3 separate regions of the Ovis aries genome follow, and regions 1 and 3 are each linked to region 2. A link is a contact called in public Hi-C data. All regions are on one chromosome and are shown on one strand. The core of a region is the stretch at or near the end of the contact, and the rest is flanking DNA. Distances in the headings are between cores, read along the strand shown. Region 1 holds the start of ZCCHC2 (zinc finger CCHC-type containing 2). Region 2 holds the start of PHLPP1 (PH domain and leucine rich repeat protein phosphatase 1). Region 3 overlaps PHLPP1 (PH domain and leucine rich repeat protein phosphatase 1).

Region 1 (4,387 bases), core at 1,272-3,771, 150 kb before region 2:
TTCTCATTGCGGGGGAGGGGTGCTTCGCTTGCTACAGAGCACGGGCTAAGTGCATGGGCTCAGTAGTTTCGACTGGACGGCTTAGTTGCTGCGCCCCCTATGTGGGGTCTTCCCAGACCAGGGGTTGAATCTGTGTCCCCTGCATTGACAGGTGGATTCTTAACCACTGGACCCCCAGGGGAGTCCCTAGGACATCACTCTTCACTGAACATGTATTCTCACTATAGGGTGGAAAAAAAAAAACCACTGCGGCCCGGTCTAATGAGCGGCTGTATGGAGAGAGCGAGCTCCGAAACAATGTACTGGGGCGTAAGCAGCCAACTGCCCAGCCAATGGATGATAACCAGAATCATTAAAGCACAGTGCGTGTCGCTGCATTTTCTAACATGGGCCAAAGACGGAAGAACAAAAGTAATCATTACTGATTGTAAATCTGAACTCAGACCCAAATTTATGGATCAAGTATTACGGAGAGTTCATACCAAATGGCTTCTTGTTGCCAAGGAAAATGTAAAGACCATATGCCTGGATCACATGTAAAAATCATCTCCAAGGATCTAGACAGGTGACTCACTATGGACCTGTGAATATCTAGCAAGGTTACTATTGGTTGCCTAAAGTATGTCACCATAAGCTTCACAAATGATAAGACAGAAAATTCCAAGACACTTGAAGTTGACAGCAAAGGGGCAAGGATTGTAATAATAAATGTTCCTGCAAAGTTTTCTCCTGATCATTTTAGATGACACCTAAAGAACACAAGGAAATAGCAAAGTACAGGAAGAATGGCTTTTATATATTTGACATATCTCAAGTGTGTTGACGACTGAGCGACTTCACTTTCATTTTTTACTTTCATGCATTGGAGAAGGAAATGGCAACCTACTCCAGTGTTCTTGCCTGGACAATCCCAGGGACGGGGGAGCCTGGTGGGCTGCCGTCTATGGGGTCGCACAGAGTCGGACACGACTGAAGCGACTTAGCAGCAGTAGCAGCAAGTGTGTTGAAAACAACTGTTTCCCCATTTTATCGCTGAAGCAGATTCAGGCTTCAGTTCAACCTTTTATTGAAATATAAATTAGCTTCTTAGGGCATAAAATTGTAAAGAGGGCTCAGCATATGCTCTACCAACAGATGTTCAAATATTTTCAGGAAGAGTTTCGGAAAAAGTGATTCTTTTTTTTAACATCCTGCCACTACACAGCTGTAGTAGGACTTTCTAATTTAAAACCTGAAGGTTTGTTTTTTTTTAGTCCCACCTTTTAAAAATTAACCTTCAAAAGATCCAGCTGGGTGTTAAATTATAGACTTAAATTTTTTTTTTAAAGCAACAGTGAGAAGGACAAAGGTCTTCCAACGTTAAAAACGTAACAAAAACTTTAAAAAAAAAGTCAGTTCCTCAAATCACAGAGAATTCACAGGGGCACAGGAATTCAAAATTCTAGCGTAAAGGCACAGAAACGTCATGTAGCTAATAGGACAGGCCCCCGAAGATGGTGGCTCCGCGGGGCTTTGGTAACTGTCGCGGCAATAATTCCCGAAGACCGTTACAGACCGTTGGCCCCGGGGCCGCGGGGCTGCCCGCGTCGGGAGGGCCCTGCGCCCGGGGCCGCCCTCCTCGTGGGCGCCCGCCCGCTGCGCAGACCGGACACGGGGCGGCGGAGCCGCGGCGGCAGGGCCCGCGAGCCGACCTCCTGACACCCGCGGAGGTCGGGCCGGCGCGCCCCCTCCGGAGGGAGCCCGGCTCCAGGACGCGTCCCGCGCGGCCGCGACGGGAGCCGGGCGGCGCCAGGGGCGGCGGCCTGACCGGGGCGGCGGCACGGCGTCGGGAGTCAGAAACCGCGCCGGAGCCCGGAGAAGGTGCGGCTCCCTGACGGCCCCCGCGCCGTGGGCCGAGAGCGCCTCTCGCACGCGGGCAGCCCCGCGCGGTAGCTCCTCGCCCGGCCCGGAGCCCGGCTCACCGCCAGACGCCGGGACCGCGCGGGAGCCGCCGGCAGGGAAGGCGGCCGCAGGGCGGTTGGGCGTGGCCTCCCGGAGGGGGCGTGCCCCGGGGGCGGGGAGACTCGCGCAACCAGCCGTTCCGGCTGCTGATTGGCTGAGGTGCCTGCGCGGAGCCCGCAAGCGTCTCCGCCCGCCCGGCCGCTCCTCCTCTTGTCGCCACCGCCCCGTCCCCACCGGCTTGCGAGGGGACCGCTCAGGCGCCGCCGGCCCGGCCCTGCGCGGAAGACCAGAGAGCGGGAGGCGGACGGACGGAGGACACGCTCGCTAGCTCGCTCCCGACCTCGCCCGGGCTCCCAGAGGCGGCGCGGAGCCCGGGAGGGAGGAGCCGCTGCGGGCACGCCCCGCCCCCCGGCCGGGGAAGACACCGCCCGCGGCCGCCCGCGCCGGCCGAGACCCGCCCCCGGCCCGGCCCGGCCCGGCCCGGCCCCGGCGGCATGGAGGGGCCCTGCTCCTGACGGCCGCCCGCCGCCGCTGCCGCGGCCCCCGCCCCGCCCCCGGCCCCGCCCTCCTGCCCCCGCTCGCATGTCCGCGCCGCCGTAGCCGAGGATGCTGAGGATGAAGCTGCCGCTGAAGCCGACGCACCCCGCGGAGCCGCCGCCCGAGGCTGAGGAGCCAGAGGCAGACGCGCGGCCGGGCGCGAAGGCGCCTCCGCGCCGCCGCCGCGACTGCCGCCCCCCGCCGCCGCCGCCGCCGCCGCCGCCTTCAGGCGCGCCGCGGGGCCCCCCGCTGCCGCCGCCGCCGCCGCCGCCGCCGCCGTCTCGGGGGCTCGGGCCGCCTGTTGCTGGCGGGGCGGCGGCGGGGGTGGGCATGCCGGGCGGTGGCGCGGGGCCCGCGGCGGCGGCGCTGCGCGAGCAGGAGCGGGTATACGAGTGGTTCGGGATGGTGCTGGGCTCGGCGCAGCGTCTGGAGTTCATGTGCGGGCTGCTGGACCTGTGCAACCCGCTGGAGCTGCGCTTCCTCGGCTCGTGCCTGGAGGACCTGGCGCGCAAGGACTACCACTACCTGCGGGACTCGGAGGCCAAGGCCAACGGTCTCTCGGACCCGGGCCCGCTGGCCGATTTCCGAGAGCCCGCCGTGCGCTCGCGCCTCATCGTCTACCTGGCGCTGCTGGGCTCGGAGAACCGCGAGGCCGCCGGCCGCCTGCACCGCCTCCTGCCCCAGGTGGACGCGGTGCTCCGGAGCCTGCGCGCGGCCCGGGGCGAGGGCTCGCGGGGCGGCGCGGAGAACGAGCGCGGCGAGGAGGACGGCGGCGGCGAGGAGGAGGACGCCGAGAAGGACGGCTCCGGCCCGGAAGGCGGTGGCGCCGCGCCCCGGCCGGGCGGCGGGCTCGGGCTCAGGGCCCAGGAGGAACTGCTGCTGCTCTTCACCATGGCCTCGCTGCACCCGGCCTTCTCCTTCCACCAGCGCGTCACCCTGAGGGAGCACCTGGAGAGGCTCCGCGCCGCGCTCCGCGGGGGCGCCGAGGACGTAGAGGCGGCGCCGGGCCACTTGGCCGGCGCCCGGGCCCAGGTAAGGCGCGCCGGCCTCCCCGCGCCCGCGCGGCGGTCCCCGCGGCCTCCGCGCCCGGCTCCCGGACGTCCCCCGGCCCGGCCGACCCTGACCCCGGCGCCGGGACTGATGTGCGTCCGGCCGGGCCGCTCAGCCCCGCTCCCCTCACACACATACACACACACGAGCGCCCGCCATAACAGAATGCTCTGGAAGTCTCGTCCCGCCGGGGTTGCCCCGGAAGCCCGGCGCTCAGCCCGGCCCTCGGACGCGGGCTCTCGGGACCTTTCGGCCCCGACACTTGGTCGGGGCTGCGGAGCCCGGGCCGGCCGCCGCCCCGCCGCCTGGCGCTCCGCCCGCGCGTCCCGAGGCCCCGCTCGCCCCCCGGGGGCGGCGGCCCCAGGCGCGCTCCCGGCGCGCTCCGCGGTGGCCTGAGGTACAGCGCGTCGCGGGCTCTTAGACTCCTGCCCTGAGCTTGATGCTCTCAGGAAAAGTCAGAGGTGCGAAGCGACTCAAATCAGTTAGGTCGTCGGGCAGGTTGTCTGGGTAGGGAAACGTCCCCGCGGGCGGTTCTGGTGCCCTTCACCCCCGGCTAGTCCGGCTTCTAACGGGTTTGAGTCGTGTCTACACGTTTGGGTCCGGGGATGTTTGTGGGGCCTTTACTGGAAGCATAAATGGTTTCTAAAAAGTTACTGAAAGCCAAAATGTAGTAGATAAGATTAAAAGTAAGTCCCTTGTCGCAAACATGAGATAAAATTTTATAAGGCCACGAAAGCAATTTAATAACCTAGGCCCAATATAAAGCCCTTGAGTGTGACCATTTAATGGAGCAAATAGCTTTCATTTAAAGACTGTACAGTAAGTTTATTTTCGTGGTTCACGATTATTTAAAAAGCAT
Region 2 (4,561 bases), core at 1,174-3,673:
TCTGCTCTCCCCTCTGATTTTTATGCCTTCGGATACAATGGGATATGATCTCTTGTAGATTATACACACTATGCCTGAAATAGTTTCTCTACATAAAAATTATATCCTTCGTTCTCCCTCCCTCCATCAAAAGAACAAAAAGGACCCACTGTTTTTGAGGCTGGACTGGACTTCCTTTTTCTCCACCCTGAGATACCTGACCGTCTTCACACCACATCTGGCAGGCAGGTAAGAAGACTCTCCAACCTCTCTCCCTGCTCCAGTGCTCTGCATACTAAATTCTCTGGCCAATGCTTTTTCTTTCATTTTTTCCAGGGGAGGTTTTTGGTTACATATACCTTCAAGGGGTAAACACAGTTCCTAAAGGACAGAAAGGCAGAGTGATGCTGACTGTGAAACTGCACAGGGTCCAGGGCTGAATAAGGGCAGCACTGTAGCCCGAGAGGGCGCACATGGAGCCTGGGCCAGGGCCGACAGTGTCTCTGACTGGAACAAAGTCCCCTTGAGTTTATCACCTTAGCTACATAAACATAACTCTAGAAAGCAGATATATGAGACTTAATGTATATTTCTTAATATACAAAAAATTAAAGAGGCTTATAGGAATCCATGAAGGAACTAAAAAATATACAGAAATGTAAATAGTCCATGTTTTAGTACTGAAATTGAACGTGCTTTTAAAGTTTAACTCAGTCTCATTTGACACCCGGTGTTTCCCCTCGTCCACACCCCTCTCACCTGCTGAGCCTCTCTGTCTCTAATCTATAAACTCTGTAAAGGCAAGGGGAGTGTCTGATTTATTCCACTGCTGTAACAGACTGCGTGGTATGTTTATAACTGTTTGTTAAATTAATTGTATCTTATGTCTCTTGGAAAAATTTGCATTCTCTCTAATTTTACAGAAGTAATTCTGAGCTGTTGATTGAATTGAAATGGAATAAACATGTTTCATGAGGCCAAGAGATAATAATTCAAAAGAAAAATATAAAAAGTCATCTACAGGAATTTCAAGAATCAAGATAATATTTTTTGTCCTGTAACTTCTACTTTTCAGTAAAACTGTGTAGATAACCCACGTACACCTTTCTCTGCCCTTATTAGTTTCTATTATTTCAGCCACAAGTTCCAGTTTCTTTCTTTTTTCTTCCCTGTTTCTCTCTCCTTCCTCTTTCCTTAAACTCCCTACCCCCAATTCACCCCCAGGTTAAGTAACTTTATTGATGTTAAGCAGGCCCGGGATTGTTTGCAGCTGCACAAGTCTTATATGTAAAAATCCAGATTTATGAAACAATACGGAGGAATGGTAATTCAATTAAAAAGGTTTACCAAATTCTTTTAAACAGTAACCTCTCTAATCCAGCCTACAATATTGTTTCAATCGACAAGAAAGTACAACTCTACGCCACGACTAACACTGCGGTCGCAGAATGTAATTTTTTCTGAATACTGAAGGAAAAACCAAGGGAAGACGTTAAAAGAGAGCGCAGGGCCCGTTTCTTCTGTCCCACGCCTCCGTTCCAGCGTTACCTCTGCTTCCCATCGCCTTCCGTGTCCTCAGTCCTTTCGGACCTCAAGCTGAGCAGGGAGAGGGCCCGTCCTCGGCCGTTCTCCTCACACAGGACCCGCGGAGGGCCGGGCCGGGGCCGCACGACTGCCTCCGGGCGAGCTCGTAGGTGGTGAGGGGAAGACCGAGCGCCCGGACCTTCGTGCCGCCTGGAGTCTGTTCGAGCCCTGTCTCAACCAGCGGGGAAAACGAAAGCCTCGGGGAGCAGGAATGGGCGGGTAACTACAAGTTCATGAACCGAACGCCGCTGAGCATCGACTCCATCAGAGGGCACCAGACCCACAGTCCGGGGCCCGCGGCGGGCCGCACGGCGGGGCGGTGCTGGAGGATCTCTGGGACTTGTAGTTCGCCACGGTCCCCCTCGGGGACGCCTGACCGCGGCCTGGAACTACAGCTCCCAGGTGGCATCGCGCACCGCCCGTCTCTCGGCCCCTCCCCTCTCGGGCCCGCGCAGGAAGGCCCCGCGCCTGGCGGCGCGGCCCCGCCCCCCGACGCCGTCCCGCTTGTTTACCCCGAGGCTCCGCCCCGCGCGCCCGCCCGCGGGGTCGCCGTCACGCGGGTGATGCATATTCATGAGGCGCGCCGCCCGCCGGCCTCCCGCCCGGCGCTCCCGGCGCGCGATTAATATTCAATGAGGCCGGCTCCGCGGCTGGCTCGACTGCGCGAGGCGAGGGGCGGGCGGGGGGCGGTGGCGGCCGGGCGGGCGCGCGGGATGGAACACCGAGACGCCGACGGAGCGCTCCGAACCGCCACATAATCGCCCGAAACGGCCGCGCGAACGCCACTGGCGGCGCCGCCGCCCCCCGCTCGCTGTGCGACCGCTGCCCCCCGAGCCGGGGCCGCGCCGAGCCCCGCCGCCATGGAGCCCGCGGCCGCGGAGACCCGCGCGGAGGGCCGGGCCGCGGCGGGCGGCCCCGGGCCCGCGCTGACCGCGGCGCCGGGCCGGGCGGGAGGCGCGGCTCGCAGGCGGCGGCGCGGCCCGGCGCCCCTGCCCGCCGCCGGCGGGGCCGCCCCGGGGCCCGGCGCCAGCTCGCTGCTGCTGAGGAGAGGCCGGCTGAAGAGGAACGCGTCCGCCGCCGCCGCCCCGCGCCCCGCCGGCCTCCCCGCCCCCGGCCCGGCCGCGGCGCCGCCGTGCTCGCGGAGCCTGGACCGCCGGGCGCTGCTCCCGCGACCCCGGCAGATGCTGCCGCTGCAGCCGTCGGACCGGGACTGGGTGCGGCACCAGCTCCAGCGCGGCTGCGTGCACGTCCTCGACCGTCACCCGGCCGCCAGCCGCCTGCGCCCGGTGCTCTGCACGCTGGACACCACGGCCGGCGAGGTGGCCTCCCGCCTGCTGCAGGCGGGCCCCAGGGCCGGCGGCGTGCTGAAGGTGCCGGGCCGGGCCCCCGCGGGGCCGCCGCCCGGGAAGGCCGCGCTGCCCGCCGTCGGGGGGCCGCCGCCGCGCCGCGCCTCCCGCGCCGGCCCCGCGCCCGCGGGCTGCAGCCCGGGCTCCCCGCGGGCCCCGGACGGCGCGGGCCGGACCCCCGAGCCCGAGAGCCCCGGGCCGAGCCCGGGCGCCGAGGGCGCGTCGCGCCCGCCGGATCCCTACTGTTCATCGTCGTCCGAGGAGCTCGAGGCTGACCCGGGCCAGCCCCGCCTGCGCGGCCGCTCGTCGGGCTCCCGGCCGCTCTCCCCGGCCGCCTCCCCACCTCCGCCGACGGCCCCGAGGGGCGTCGAGGGCTCGGGCGGCGCCGCCCGCGACCGGCCGGCGGAGGAGAGCCCGGGCGGGGACGCGGCGGCCGCGGAGAAGGCGCCCCCGCCGCCCACCCTGTATGTGCAGCTGCACGGGGAGACCGCGCGGCGCCTGGAGGCGGACGAGAAGCCGCTGCAGATCCAGAACGACTACCTCTTCCAGCTGGGCTTCGGGGCGCTGTGGAGGGTGCAGGAGGAGGGCCTGGACTCGGAGGTTGGCTGCCTCATCCGCTTCTATGCAGGTAAGGCGGTCACCTGCACGCGCGCCCTCGGGGCTCTGTTAGCCCTTCGCCGCTCGCGCGGAAGACCGGTGGGACCCAGCCGAGCGGTTCCCGCCGCGGGTGCGGGGCAGGCGGCGGGGCCGCGGGCGCACATGTTCCTGAGAGGGGCCCTGCAGTGACAGTGCCGCCTTCGGGCTGCGGGGCTTGGGGCTTCAGGGCAACTTCACGTGCCGTGAAACTAGCGGAGGGAAAGGACCGCGGGAAACCCGGAGCACCCGGCCTGCGTCCGGCCTTGCGCGGCCGGCGGCGCCCGCCCGGAGCTCAGTCCGGGTCGGCCGGTGCCCTGCTCCTGCTCCCCGTCCTGTCCTTTGCCCACTTAGTCCTCGGTGGAACCCGGCAGCCACGATCCTCTTTAGTGATGCTTTTCTTCAGCGCTTCTTGGCTTTGTTTCAGTCTCCTCTGCAAGTGTACTTCTTGCATCAGAAGTGGTTTTGCCTATTTCTTTCTCTCAGTTTCTCCCCTCTAACCTTTATAGTCAGAACTGACTATGTGACTTCCAATAGGGATACATAGCGGTCACAGTAGTACTTTTGATTGCCGCCTCTCACTGAGTGCGATCTAAAATCCTCCGCATCCTTATTTTCATTTCTAGATTAAAGATCTTAAATCTTTTCATTGGGATAGAATTGATACATTAGATCAAGTTCTTGACCACGGGGGACTAGTGTTTCTCTTTTAGCTGGTGCTAAATTATGGCTGTATATTTGAGCTTAATAAGTTCTTTATGTCCTTTTCCTCTGCTGGTTTGAAGAATTATGTTTTAGTGGTAAGGAATTTTATTTAAAACAAGGTTAGTGTAATAGTTAAATCGGGAGTTACATCTTCCCCCAATTCACTAAAGTAGTAGACTACTTCTGCACTGAGGCTGCAGGTGGTGGTGGAGAGAGTCCCGCTTGTAATCGCGTCATCTGCAGCCATTCCCTCCAGCTTCATGCTCTTGGTCCACACCTGGGTTCTAGCAGCAGTTTAGTCGCTGTGAATGAGG
Region 3 (4,467 bases), core at 1,746-4,245, 230 kb after region 2:
ACCGTTAGCGGTAATGTAATGTTTTTTAAATGGCTTTTTTGTTCTCTGTGTGTGGAAGGCAAGGCAGGTTGCCAGGGCTAAATGACTTAGTAAGATTGTGATTCTGTGTTTCTTCCTGGGGGAGGCGTTTTCTTGTTTTCTGCTGTTCTGGGTTCCTCGCTTTGTCTTGAAGACGATAGGCGTCTGTAGAGAATGGAGACTAACTCCTAGGAGTTGTTCACTCTGCCGGGTGACTGAAGTCACTGGGAGTCACTAATTTTCTCTGAGAGAACCGTTGATTGAGAAATTTCTATTGTAAATAGCTCCATGTTGTATAGTGATGCTTCAGAAGTGGTGTAGCTTTGGCGCGAGGGACGCAGACTGAACGGCTGGCTCCCCTCCGTCCCCACACCCACACGGTCCCCCGTGGTGCGCCCGAGCCCTGCTGAGGGCACTGCCTTCAGGTGAGGGGCCCTGAGCCGCTGGAAGGGACCTGCCCCCCAGGGGCTGCTGCCCCTCTCCTCCTCCTCTCCTGTTCCCGCCCAGCCCCTTTTGCAGACACTTTTCAGCTGTGTTCCTTACCGCTGCCGCCGTCAGCATGCATGGGTGATAGATCCTTTACATACCGAGAGTTACATTAAAGCAAGATGCACAAACGCACATGTCGTAATTTTGGTATAATAAATACGGAATTTACGAGTCCTGGACCCATCTGCTTTTGTCCGGGAAGCCAGGTGTGTCTAACAGATGATCACGCGCGGCTTGGGTTTGGAATGAGCTCTGGGGTTATCTGGTGCTTCCGTCTTTGATTTTTTTCTTTTGAAGAGAAAATAACAAGTTAAACTACCTTGAATGAAGGTAGTGACATCCAGCCTGTAGTTAGCAATATGTGTAGCTGGTTTACAGCATTTCCATTTCTGGTTGTTACTGTGTAGAGGAGATATTAAAAGGGGGATAAGGTTGCATAGAGGAGATCCCAGGAAAATCCCACAAAGCCAAGTTTGTTTCCCTTTCTCTCAGGGGCCCCTCAATCATGTGAACCAGTTAATCTTTTTTTTTAATTGGATACAGTTGATCTTTTTTATATTGGAGTGTAGCTGATTAACGGTGCACAGACAAAGTGGAAATCCAGAGCTGACTGCTGCACTCCCCACCCCTCCTGGGAGCAGCGAGTGTGCTGTGGGGCCCTCGGGGGTCCCACACTCCTGCTGGCTGCCTGGCCCCACTTACAGATGGCACCGTCCCACTCTGCATCTGAGACCCGTGTGTGGGAGATGCTCTGGGTCTCCGCTGGGTCTCAAGTGGACCAGCTTTCCAGGTAGAGTGGTTTCCCTTCTTTAGGTCTGCCCTCCAGAGGGGCGCCTGGCAGGTTCAGTGACAGGACGCAGCAACTAGTCTCTCTTGTAGGCTCTGCAGCGGGCTGTCCACCGTCCACCCCTCTCTGGGCAGCCAGAGGAGTGGGCCGCTCCTTGTCTTGGTGATGTCCGCTCTTCACTCCGTGGCGGGCTCCTTGTGCGCTGTGCAAACCACTGAGGCGGTGGAAGGACTGAGCTCATCTCGGCCCCATCAGCGTGGCTTCCCAGGGCCCACCTGCCACGCAGGAGACATGGAGACCTGGGCTCCATCCCTGGGTCGGGAAGACCCCCTGGAGGAGGGCATGGCAACCCACGCCAGCGTTCTAACCTGGAGGATCCCATGGACAGAGGAGTCTGGCGGGCCACAGCCCATGGGTCACAAAGAGTCAGACATGCCTGAAGCGGGTCGACTTGGCACACACGCAGCCCCACGAGGGATCAGTGACCGAGGGTGGAACCTAGGCAGGGCTCCGCTCTAAGCCCGGAGCAAGGCCGGGTTGGAACCCTGCACCCCACCCGCTCACCAGTGCCTGCCAGTCTTCCCACTGCTCCGGGCGGATCTGAGCGGACCCGGGAGGCTCAGCGTTCTCACCTCGTGCCTCAGTCCCTCCGGAAGTTCCAGGCACGCTCTGACTCCTCGGTGTGGCACCCTCTGCGGGCGGGCTCGTCAGTCGCCTTCTGTGGCCCCCGCCCCAGACAGACTGTGTGGACCCCATCCTCCCACAGCTCACCCCCCGAGAAGCCCACTTCCGCCCTGAGCAGGGCCAGCAGAGGCACCGTGACCTGGGGGTCCCCGGAGGGGACCTCTGCAGCTGACGGGGCGGCAGCACGGGCCTGGCTGGTTCCCCAAGACCTGCAGCTCAGGGCACGCTTGCTTCTGGTTCATTATCCCAGCAAGTCCCACTGTCCACTCAGCCCACGTAAGGGTCCCTGGAGACGAAGGACAAGACTTCGCCCTTGGGGAGCGTGGGGCCAATAGTGAGTGAAAGAGGCCTGTGGACGCAGGGCTCCTGCTCGGCCTCCTTGCTCTTCCCCGGAGCCGCCTGAGGGGCCTTCACTGCGGCCCACTGAGGTGGAAGTGAAGTCGCTCCGTTGTGTCCTCTGCAACCCCATGGACTGAAAGCCCCCAGGCTCCTTCCTCATCCATGGGATTCCCCAGGCAAGAGCACTGGAGTGAGTTGCCACGACTTCCTCCAGGGGATCGTCCCGACACAGGGATCGAACCCAGGTCTCCTGCGTTGCAGGCGGATTCAGTACCCCCTGAGCCACCAGGGCAGCTCACCGAGGTAGCATCTAATGTACCGTATGTAGAGGTGCTCATAAAGCTGGAAAGCGTTTCGTATTTGGAGATTCCCCAAAGCCACGGATCTGCAGGGTGAGTGTGAGGGACACGGGCTCCCCCTGCCCCCCCAACTCCCTCCTTCCTCCGGGAAGGCCAGAGGATTGGGAAGGGCCTTGCGTGACTCAGGGACCCCAGTGAGGACCCTGGCAGTTGCGGGTGTGGGCTCAGCCGCAGGCTGCCCCGGGTGTGCCCACCACTGCTTCCCGGAGGGCCCCAGGTGCCCTAACACCCAACCGTCTGACCCAGGATGGGGCCATGGCGTCCCCTAGGGCACAGGGGCTGCTGCCCAGCCCATCAGACCTGGCTTCTCTCGATGGCTCTGTCACAGCGCCACCTGCTGGTGAGAGGAGATCTGGGTGGAAATGGGCTCGGCTCCCTTCTTTCTCCACCTTTCACTCTTCAGGGAGAAACGGCTTCGGTCTCTCCTGGACCTGAGACAGAAAGCACTCCCAAGCACCATCGGGCAGTCAGAGAAGCCATGCTGAGCCATGTTACTGTTCCCCCGGGGTTCTGCTCTGTAAGGTGGAGCGGCCGTGGGTCCTGTGACGGGCACTGTTTTCTTCTGGGAAAAACCAGCAGGAACCACGGCATCAACCTGGGCGACAGGAAGCCAGTCTCCAGCGTCCGTCTCACCCTCTGTTCCTCACAGTGGGGAACGGGCCTCCCTGGTGGCTCAGCGGGTAAAGAATCCGCCTGCAACGCAGGAGACCTGGGTTGGATCCCTGGGTTGGGAAGATCCCCTGCAGACGGGAAGGATACCCACTCGAGTATTCTGGCCTGGAGAATCCCGTGGACTGCACAGTCCATGAGGTTGCAAAGAGTCAGACACGACTGAGCGACTTTCACTTTCATAGAGAAAAATAAAAACAGTAATACACTGTGGGTCTATTAGGACTGTACCTGGGAGTCAGCTCATTGCTGACGCTGCCCAGTAGGGAGATAAAGAACAATTCCCATGCAAACCTCATCAGGAGACATTTTGGATTCCCACGGACCTGTCAGGAAATAGAATTTTTGTAAACGTGAGGGTTATGATATCTGCCCTCCCTACCTCCCCATGGTCAAACCAGGTAATTTGTAGACAGACAGTAGCATCTTATGTAAGTGGAAGTGTTGTCTTATTGTAAATGAACACCTAAGGGTGATCAGAGAAAACATAATTGGGGACACGGCAAAAATGCTTTTTTAAATTAAAATCTCCTAGAGAGAAAACAAACTCCTAGAGAAACATCTGTTGGAACTGTTACAGGAGGGAGGGATGAAGTGATGGTACAAGAGGCAGATTTTCTCATTCCTTGCCACTGAATTTCATTTTATTTCAATTTATCCCCCAAAAGGCATTTGGGGCCAATGAGTCTACACTCGCCTCATCTCACTGTTGCTGTTGACCTGTCCTGAGCTGACTCCTACCACTGCAGAGTCGGAATACGGCTCTAAAGGTTGTCCCACCATCCCAGCCTTACCAAAACTGCAGCCAAGTTCAGACTTAGCTTAGCAAATCCGTTGCCCTGATCAGTAACAAAGTAGGGACTCCCCAGCTAGCAGACAAAGCTCTGGGTGATGACAGGAAGTGCCGCGGGCCACCCAGTGCTCAGCCCCGGGGCCCCCACCTGCGGCCCACAAATGGGGCACTGGGGTGCCCAGGCGGCCGTCTGACGCCCTGCAGTTGTCTCAGCCAGTTGAGGGTGATGTCGGGCCCTGCGTGTTGCGCACTGCCTTCCAGAGGACTGAAGCAGAACCTTCGACGGCAGAAGCAGAACGGGGGCCTAGGGGGCCCCAGGCGGTGCGCCG

Evidence for each region. A called contact is a pair of places that touch in the nucleus more often than the background predicts.
Region 1: a contact with region 2 is called in a Hi-C map of muscle, with 2.5 times the contacts expected there. The contact joins the promoter of ZCCHC2 here to the promoter of PHLPP1 in region 2. A contact is called at or near these places in 2 of 16 Hi-C or Micro-C datasets (hypothalamus and muscle).
Region 3: a Hi-C map of hypothalamus shows a contact between it and region 2, with 5 times the contacts expected there. The contact joins the enhancer-like site here to the promoter of PHLPP1 in region 2. A contact is called at or near these places in 7 of 16 Hi-C or Micro-C datasets (hypothalamus, liver, mixed tissues and 3 more).

The regions. Positions count from the first base shown.
Region 1 is chr23:61,210,070-61,214,456 of ARS-UI_Ramb_v3.0, forward strand. ZCCHC2 (zinc finger CCHC-type containing 2) reads left to right here and starts at 2,522. Exons shown (of 14, transcript XM_027960853.2): 1 at 2,522-3,510. The coding sequence starts at 2,548.
Region 2 is chr23:61,360,168-61,364,728 of ARS-UI_Ramb_v3.0, forward strand. PHLPP1 (PH domain and leucine rich repeat protein phosphatase 1) reads left to right here and starts at 2,424. Exons shown (of 17, transcript XM_042239364.1): 1 at 2,424-3,537. The coding sequence starts at 2,424. It overlaps LOC114110432 (a long non-coding RNA gene), which reads right to left and starts at 1,852. Exons shown (of 4, transcript XR_009598183.1): 1 at 1,528-1,852.
Region 3 is chr23:61,594,171-61,598,637 of ARS-UI_Ramb_v3.0, forward strand. PHLPP1 (PH domain and leucine rich repeat protein phosphatase 1) reads left to right here. Exons shown (of 17, transcript XM_042239364.1): 17 at 1-678. Among named protein-coding and RNA genes, the nearest start is that of PHLPP1, 230 kb to the left of the region's middle. Within about 2 kb of position 2,996, at least 8 of the 54 cell types and tissues checked have an H3K27ac peak or open chromatin away from gene starts, as enhancers often do. A contact at or near this core is called in hypothalamus, where this site is marked.